2 separate regions of the Lactuca sativa genome follow, and region 2 is linked to region 1. Evidence: chromatin contacts called from public Hi-C data. All regions are on one chromosome and are shown on one strand. The core of a region is the stretch at or near the end of the contact, and the rest is flanking DNA. Distances in the headings are between cores, read along the strand shown.

The links. Hi-C and Micro-C count contacts between places; a contact is called where the count stands out from the background.
Region 2: a contact with region 1 is called in a Hi-C map of leaf, with 8 times the contacts expected there. The contact joins the promoter of LOC111912507 here to the promoter of LOC111888705 in region 1. A contact is called at or near these places in 2 of 4 Hi-C or Micro-C datasets (leaf and seed).

The regions. Positions count from the first base shown.
Region 1 is chr5:1,596,930-1,600,740 of Lsat_Salinas_v11, forward strand. It overlaps LOC111888705, which reads right to left and starts at 1,734. Exons shown (of 2, transcript XM_023884831.3): 1 at 1,601-1,734; 2 at 644-1,403. The coding sequence starts at 1,396. The coding sequence ends at 743.
Region 2 is chr5:2,395,859-2,399,563 of Lsat_Salinas_v11, forward strand. LOC111912507 (kinesin-like protein KIN-14F) reads left to right here and starts at 2,413. Exons shown (of 17, transcript XM_023908235.3): 1 at 2,413-2,752; 2 at 2,827-3,004. The coding sequence starts at 2,863.

The sequences.
Region 1 (3,811 bases), core at 484-2,983:
GAAGGGAGGCTGTTATACAAGCTTTGAAGTTTTTTGATGGCAATGAAGAACAAGCAGCCGGATATCTTTTGGGGGGCTGATCAGTTGATAGAGTATTATTTTTCCAACTTGCATGGTTAAAGTCATTGCTTTTGTTATTTTTCTTGCTATGATTACTAAACCAAACATTATTTTCAACAAACATAATATATATATATATATATATATATATATATATATATATATATATATATATATATATATATATATATATATATATATATATATATATATATATATATATAAGATGAAACAGTGTCCAAGCTGAGGTTACTAGTCAAATCAGTTGACATCCAACGTTTTTGGACATAACCGATGATTGGATGATGGATATTGTTATCCCAATCCAACTGAAAATCACAATTTATCTTTGATATTTGCTATTTTTGTTATCAAATTACAACCAATTATTAAGACGCATTGAAAGCAAGACATGGCATATATCTGGAATTCTAATATGTGTGAATATGGTACAGCACAAAGCATGCAGCTACAGGTTTTATAGCAGGTGCAAAAGAACAAGAGATTTCAACAATTTCCATATGATAAGATAAATTATAACCATAAAGATAAAGCTAATAAAAAAAATAGGGAATTCAATATATTGATGACAATTTAAATTTCCTTAGAAACCACCGAAAACTGAAAGGATGCATGATCCTGTCTTGTTATACATGTATCAAAAAGATAGATCGATTGGAAATCAAAACCTCTCAGCTAATCTTGCAGTAACAGCTCTAAGTTTTGAATATACTTTCCCTGCAGGGGATCCTAAGATAAGGCTGCACAAAGAGTCTCTAGCAACTTTGATGTTGGCAAAGGATCCCAATATGTGAATCTTTGTGTCTGCAATAACAATCCGAGTCTTTGTTGAATTCTCAATTGCAAATTTGGTTTTACCTCCTTTACCAGAAAGCCTTCCAATGGCACGAGACAGATGCTCTCCTTTAAGGGTCTTAACATCTTTAATCTCAAAGGAATCAACATAAAGCTCATCCATTCGCAGCAATGCAACTGCATCTATCACATCAAAACCAAGCATGAAAGCATGCACAAAGTCTGCACACTTTTGAAGGTTACTAACATCTGGGGTGTCACGCCTCGTCATCAATTCAACATTTCGTGTCTTCACATTCATTCGGATGTCAACCTTCATCTGCTCATAAACTGGACTGTATATGTCCATCCATGCTTTCTTCAGTGGGGTATACCTGTGTTTTGGAACAGATATTTTCCGGAACTGAACTTGCCCATCCGATATCTCATGAGCTGTCAAAGCCTTAAACTTGGGCTTTGCTACAACCTTACTCTCCCTTTCTTCTACTTCCATGGAACTTGTTCCTTTGTCCGTTTGCATCCTGTACCTATAAACCAATACCAGACACCAGATACAAGTAAACAAACTATCAATTTTCATTCCAAACTCTAAAAACTCATGAGCATACACGTTTATGTTTCATATAAAATCGACTGATAACATAACACATACTTGGAATCGGACTTATGGTTTCTGGTAGATTCATACAATCAAATATATAACGAGCGAACCAGAAATACTTACGGGATTTAATGCGATCGGCGAGAATTAGATAATTATGCGGCAGGGGGCTCAGCAGCTGTGAAAAGGTTGAGGGTTTTGGGAGTTGAAAACAGACGAATTCTTTGAGGGTTTCTGGTATTAGGTTATTACTTATGTCTATATAATGGGCTCTTTTAAAGCCCAATCAACTTGAAAGCTTAATGGGTTGTGTGTTTCGGTTTGTGTTTGTTACTTCAATCTTAATCTTGTTTTTACTAAAATCTTTTATCATTAAAAATACATTCTCGTAAATCGATTATTTAAACAAGAAAATCATATCCAAACGAATCAAATGTTTTCATTTTGCGCGTTACAAAAAGATTTCAAAACCAAATGAAGATGGTTATCTCGGTTCTGTAAGATACTCAATCATTAGTTTATGTGTGGATTGTCGAGGAAAACTTTGGAAAGATATTTGTTTATATAAAACTAATCAATAGTAGTTACAGTCTTGAGCTCTATATTAAAATTAAAGTAGTATATTGAAGTTTATTTTGGAAATACAATCTAGAGTGATTAATTAAAGATCATGTGCGAAGGGTTAAAAAAAAACATTTTAATTTCTTTTTTAATTTATAATTACAATTCATTCATACTACGATAATTGTTATACCAGTAATACTTAAGAGATTTTCTTTTGTTTGAGAGTTCAACGTAACTATTGTAAGTGACTATAATTTGTTTTGGAAGTTTAATAAAATCATCTCTCTCTCTCTCTCTCTCTCTCTCTCTTGTCCATAGACGTAGATCACTTTGACAATTTTTTTTATTTTAGTTTTCAAAAGTTTTACCAAAGTTCTTTTATTATTTTGTCTGAAGTACTTAACTTATTTGTTAAATTTCCAACAAAATGGTATCAGAACTTAACTTGTTTATTAAATTTCCATCAAAATGGTATCATAGCTCTTCTGATCCTTGACAAGTGATATCTAATTTGTTGAATTAAATGAATTTGATATTTTCAACCACTTTGATATTTATTGTTATTAGTGTCACTTGTAAAGTAATGAATTTTCAGATAAAATATTAAAAAGATAATGGCTCTTTCTAAAATTTCCCTTTATATAAGCTAATTTGATCCCAGGGTAATGCTTCTTTAGGAGTTAAGGGTAGAGCCCCTTATGCTGGTTATTTGTTTTGACAATAAAAGTTTAAGAAAAACCAACTAGTAGGGGGCTAGAAAAATAAATTACAAAGGAATGGGGATCATTGGGTTTTGTAACCACAAAGTCCAAATTACAGAGCGTTTTTTAATCCTAGATGTATACCACTCAAACGACTGGTGAATAATTCTCCCCAAAATAACATTTCTAGGAAACTTCGACTTTTATAAAGACTACATTGTTCTTAAAAACGTTACAACATCCTTACAATAGTAAGAATAATGACCTCCAAAGCTTTCCTTTTCTTCTTAGGCAACAAAACCATGTCCACCCATGTCATCAACTCAACGATAGTAATCAAAGAAGGAAACGGAATATCCACTCACTTAGAGATCAAAGACCAAACTTGATCAACCACACCACAAAGAAGAACACATGATTCACATCTTCTAAAGCATTTTCGCAAGAGGTACAGAGTAGAAGGAATACCAATATGACGATCAATCAAGTTCAGTCTAGTGGGCATCATGTTTAAAAGCACACGCCACAACATCACATTAAGGATCAATTGCGCACAAAAAAATAGTTAGTAACTAAAAGTGCAAATTGACAAAACATTGATGTATTATAGTGTCAAAAACTCTTCGGGCCAAAATACCATGTTTTTGGCTCTCTTGTGATTTGATTTATACCATACACATAAGTAATTTTGTTCTTCTCATTCTTGTGCCTAAGACTCAAAGTGTCACCTCTTCAATTTATCATTTAAAATTTGGATTGTCATGTGTCACATTTTATGATACCCAAACATATGATCAATATAAAAATTAAGGGAAGTCAACTGACAGGATCCAGTTTTTGATTATGACACAAACACTTTTTTCTCTCCAACGTCTAACAAAATTTTCGTAATTATAAGGTTATTAGCTAATGGAATTTAAGGCTCTTGTGACAAAAGAACAAAAATAAACCATAAAGCGAAGATTAGAAGCAACTACAAACAAGCGAACAACAGAAAGATTCATGGAATGTATCGCATAGGATCAAGAATGATGAAACAACATTGATAATGTCCTAATGTAAGCACGTC
Region 2 (3,705 bases), core at 1,163-3,662, 800 kb after region 1:
TGGGATTATTTCATAAACTAATCCAAAATATTGGAACTTTTCTGTAAACAAAAAATATTAGGATTTTTCTGTAAACAAAAATATTAGGACTTTTCTACAAAACCCTTATTATTATTATTATTATTATTATTATTATTATTATTATTATTATTATTATTATTATTATTAAAAATATAAATAAGAATACTATTTTTTGAACTTGTTATTATTAATATTGTTACTAATACATATAAATGCATTAAATGAAAAATAATAATATTAATGACATTGTTTAAGGGTGGAGGTAGAGGAGATGATAATGCTTTTAGCATTGAAATCATGAATGTCTACTTATATATATTTACTTTGTATATGGTCATTTCATATGTGTTATTATTGTTTTCAATTCAGAATATTAATACTTAATAATTTGAAAGAAGTTGCATATTAATAGTTTAAAGTAGTAGGGTTTCTCACTTTGTATATAAAATTGTTTAAAGTAGAAGAATTATTTTCCAAATTCAACAAAATCCACTACAAACATCTGCATAGGTAACCCATATCAAAATTGAAAAATATTAATTACAATATTTCGTTTAATAAAAAGTAATAGAAATAATTCAAAAGTATTAATCCAAAAAAACATGTCCTATTACTTTTTATTAAACAAGATATTGTAATTAATATTTTTGAATTTTGATATGAGCTACCTATGTAGATGTTTGTAGTGGATCTGTTGGATTTGGAAAATAATCCTTCTACCTTAAACATTTTTATATACAAAGTGAGAAATCCTTCTAGGTTAAACTATTTGTAAACAATTTTACAAATATGCAACTTCTTTTAAATTGTTAAGTATTATTATTCTGAATTGAAAACAATAACAACAAATGTGAAATGACCATATACAAAGTAAAAATATACAAGCAAACATTTATAATTTTAATGCTAAAAGCATCAACATCTCCTCCACCTCCATCCTTAAACAATGTCATTAATATTTTTTTTTTTCATTTAAATGCATTTATATGTATTAGTAACAATATTAATAATAACAAGTTCAAAAAAAACATTCTTATTTATATTTTTAATAATAATAATAATAATAATAATAATAATAATAATAATAATAATAATAAGGGTTTTGTTTATAGAAAATACCTAATATTTTACAGAAAAGTCATAATATTTTTTATTTACAAAAAAATTCCTAATATTTTGGATTAGTTTACGAAATAGTCCCAAATTAATTTGGTACCGGTTTCAACCGGTCAAAAAGGGTCAAACTGCAAATTTTTGCCGGTTTTCGGGACTTTTTCGTTCAAAAAAAAAAAATAGGACTAATGTGTAACTTTTTTGTAAATATTGAGACTTTTCTGAAGATTTCTATTTTTTTTAATAAATAAAAATTTTCATTAGTTGTGTTCCAAAGTGTAATAAAGCTATTCAATCACAATTACCTAAAAAGTGTTCCCGTCTGTCGTAGTGCGGCCTTAACCGCACCCAAACCGCAGTGGGGGCGGTGTTCCAGCTTAGGTGGCACCGGAGATCCATTCTCACCGATCTTATCCTACCAGCCGAGAGGCCGAGACCGTCCCATTTTATAAATTCTATGATTATAACCCGTCAAACATTTAAATAATAATAATAGTTTATTTTTATGGTGACAAGTGAAAAAGCAAATAGTATTGGAAGAGATGGCGGCCCTTTCAACGGAACTGGGGGGCAGAAACGTTGTAAAAGACATTTAAAGGTTTTGCCTCCTAAATCATTTGAAAGTGAAGTAGTCCCTGGTAAGGGAGGGATCCAACCTTACTTTAAATTTTGTTTTGAATAAAGAATAAATAAAATTATATCAACCTTCAAGCCACAAGACTTTTGGTTCGTTTGTATCTTCAAATCTACTCGAACGTTTACTTCCTTTTTTTGCTATTAATACAAGAGGCTTTTGATCAAATTAAGTTATAAAACGAGTTGATAATCAATAATCGTTTTGTTAAACTTTAAGAATAAATGTTGTATATGAATAAAAAACTTTAACTAGACATACTTATAACTTTATAGAAAATAATAACCAATTTTTTTTACACTGACACTTGTGTTATAAACATAAACGTTTTGTGGCAATGAGCAATATGATGCATTGACTGTAGTTTCTTGTGGCACGTGTCCGTCAAGCATGTCCAAGTTACATTGGCCTGCAATTCAATTTTTAGTATATTATTATAATAATGATTCAATTATTAAAATAAATTAATTTAAAAGATTAGTATACATCTTAAAAATATTGGTCTTGAATAATTTTAAGCCCGTCGTCTAACACAATCTTCCGCTTAGATGAATATTTTATTAATTAATATTTAATATAAACACAATTTAAATAGAGGAAAGGGACAATGATTATACCCATATTTGGGTGGCAAGTAACCAATACTTATTTTCTTCCCATTACGAGAATTGGCGTTAGCTTTACCTCGTCTACAAAGTAGAAAAGTACATCAAATATCAACGGACGTTTCATTTTTGTGTTTCACCCACCAATCACCCTGGAATGAAACACAAACAGACACCATCTCTTCTGAATTTGAATGCATACCTACGCCTCATCAATTCTGATCACGAGTAGTACCTCCTTCATTTCGTTTCACCTCCCAATTCTTTCTCTTTCTACTTTTACTTTTTAGATTGGATCGCTAAATCAACATTAATCATATCATACCGAAGCGTCTACTACTAATTTCAAACCCTGATCGGACTTCTTCCTGTTTTCTTCGTAAGTAATGCTTCTTTCTGTCAAAATTTATGATGATCTGATATAGTTTCTTACCTACGTACTACTCCATCCAGTTCCAGACAATTCGAAGTTACATATAATATAATATAATGCCGCAAGAAATTAGCCCGAATCCAATGTTATTGAACACACCTAGCAAGAACTCCAGAGGACTCAAAGGTCTCGCAAATGGCGCCACCGAAGAGTTCATTGATGATCGTGAATTAGCGCAGAGAAAAGCCGAAGCAGCAGGTACGCTTTCTTTACTACTCCATACTCCAAATCTCAATTCTCAGAACTATGCACAGAAAGGCCCGACAAAATCCTTTTGCTTTGTTTATTCAATTTTATTTTTTCAATCGATGATTACAAGAAAGAAAGAAAAACATATTTTTTTTAAGATCGAATGATACATCAGCTAATATCGTCCTTGTACTTCTTGTTGGCATAACAAATCCTATAAAATTAGGACGGACATATACATATATAATATGCATTAGTATAAAATACTACACAAATCCTAAATTAAATGTATATATTAAGGACAATAGAAATATTAATTGAGACTGTTAATAGCGTAAATATGTAAATTCATATTCTCTTTTTAGGAAGGGAAATTAAATGTAAATTATATCTATCCCGTTAAACATTTGTTGATTAAGAACTTATGTAATAACCTGGCTTTATATAGTATTAAAATCAATAAAATGGGTTAACCAAAATGGCACTCGAAAATGGGTTCTCTTCTCATTATGACCTCACAGTATCCAAAGCCCACATTCACAGAAGTGGGCCCATGATGGGCCCATCACGAAACACGCCTTGTATTAAAGTAACAAAGCACACTTGATTAGGTGAGGTGAGTTGATTGGCAGGACCAATTTTTCATAATGAAAATTAGTTTTTGGTTTGGTTTGCTTTAATAAAGTCACTAATTTTTATTTTTGTTCCAG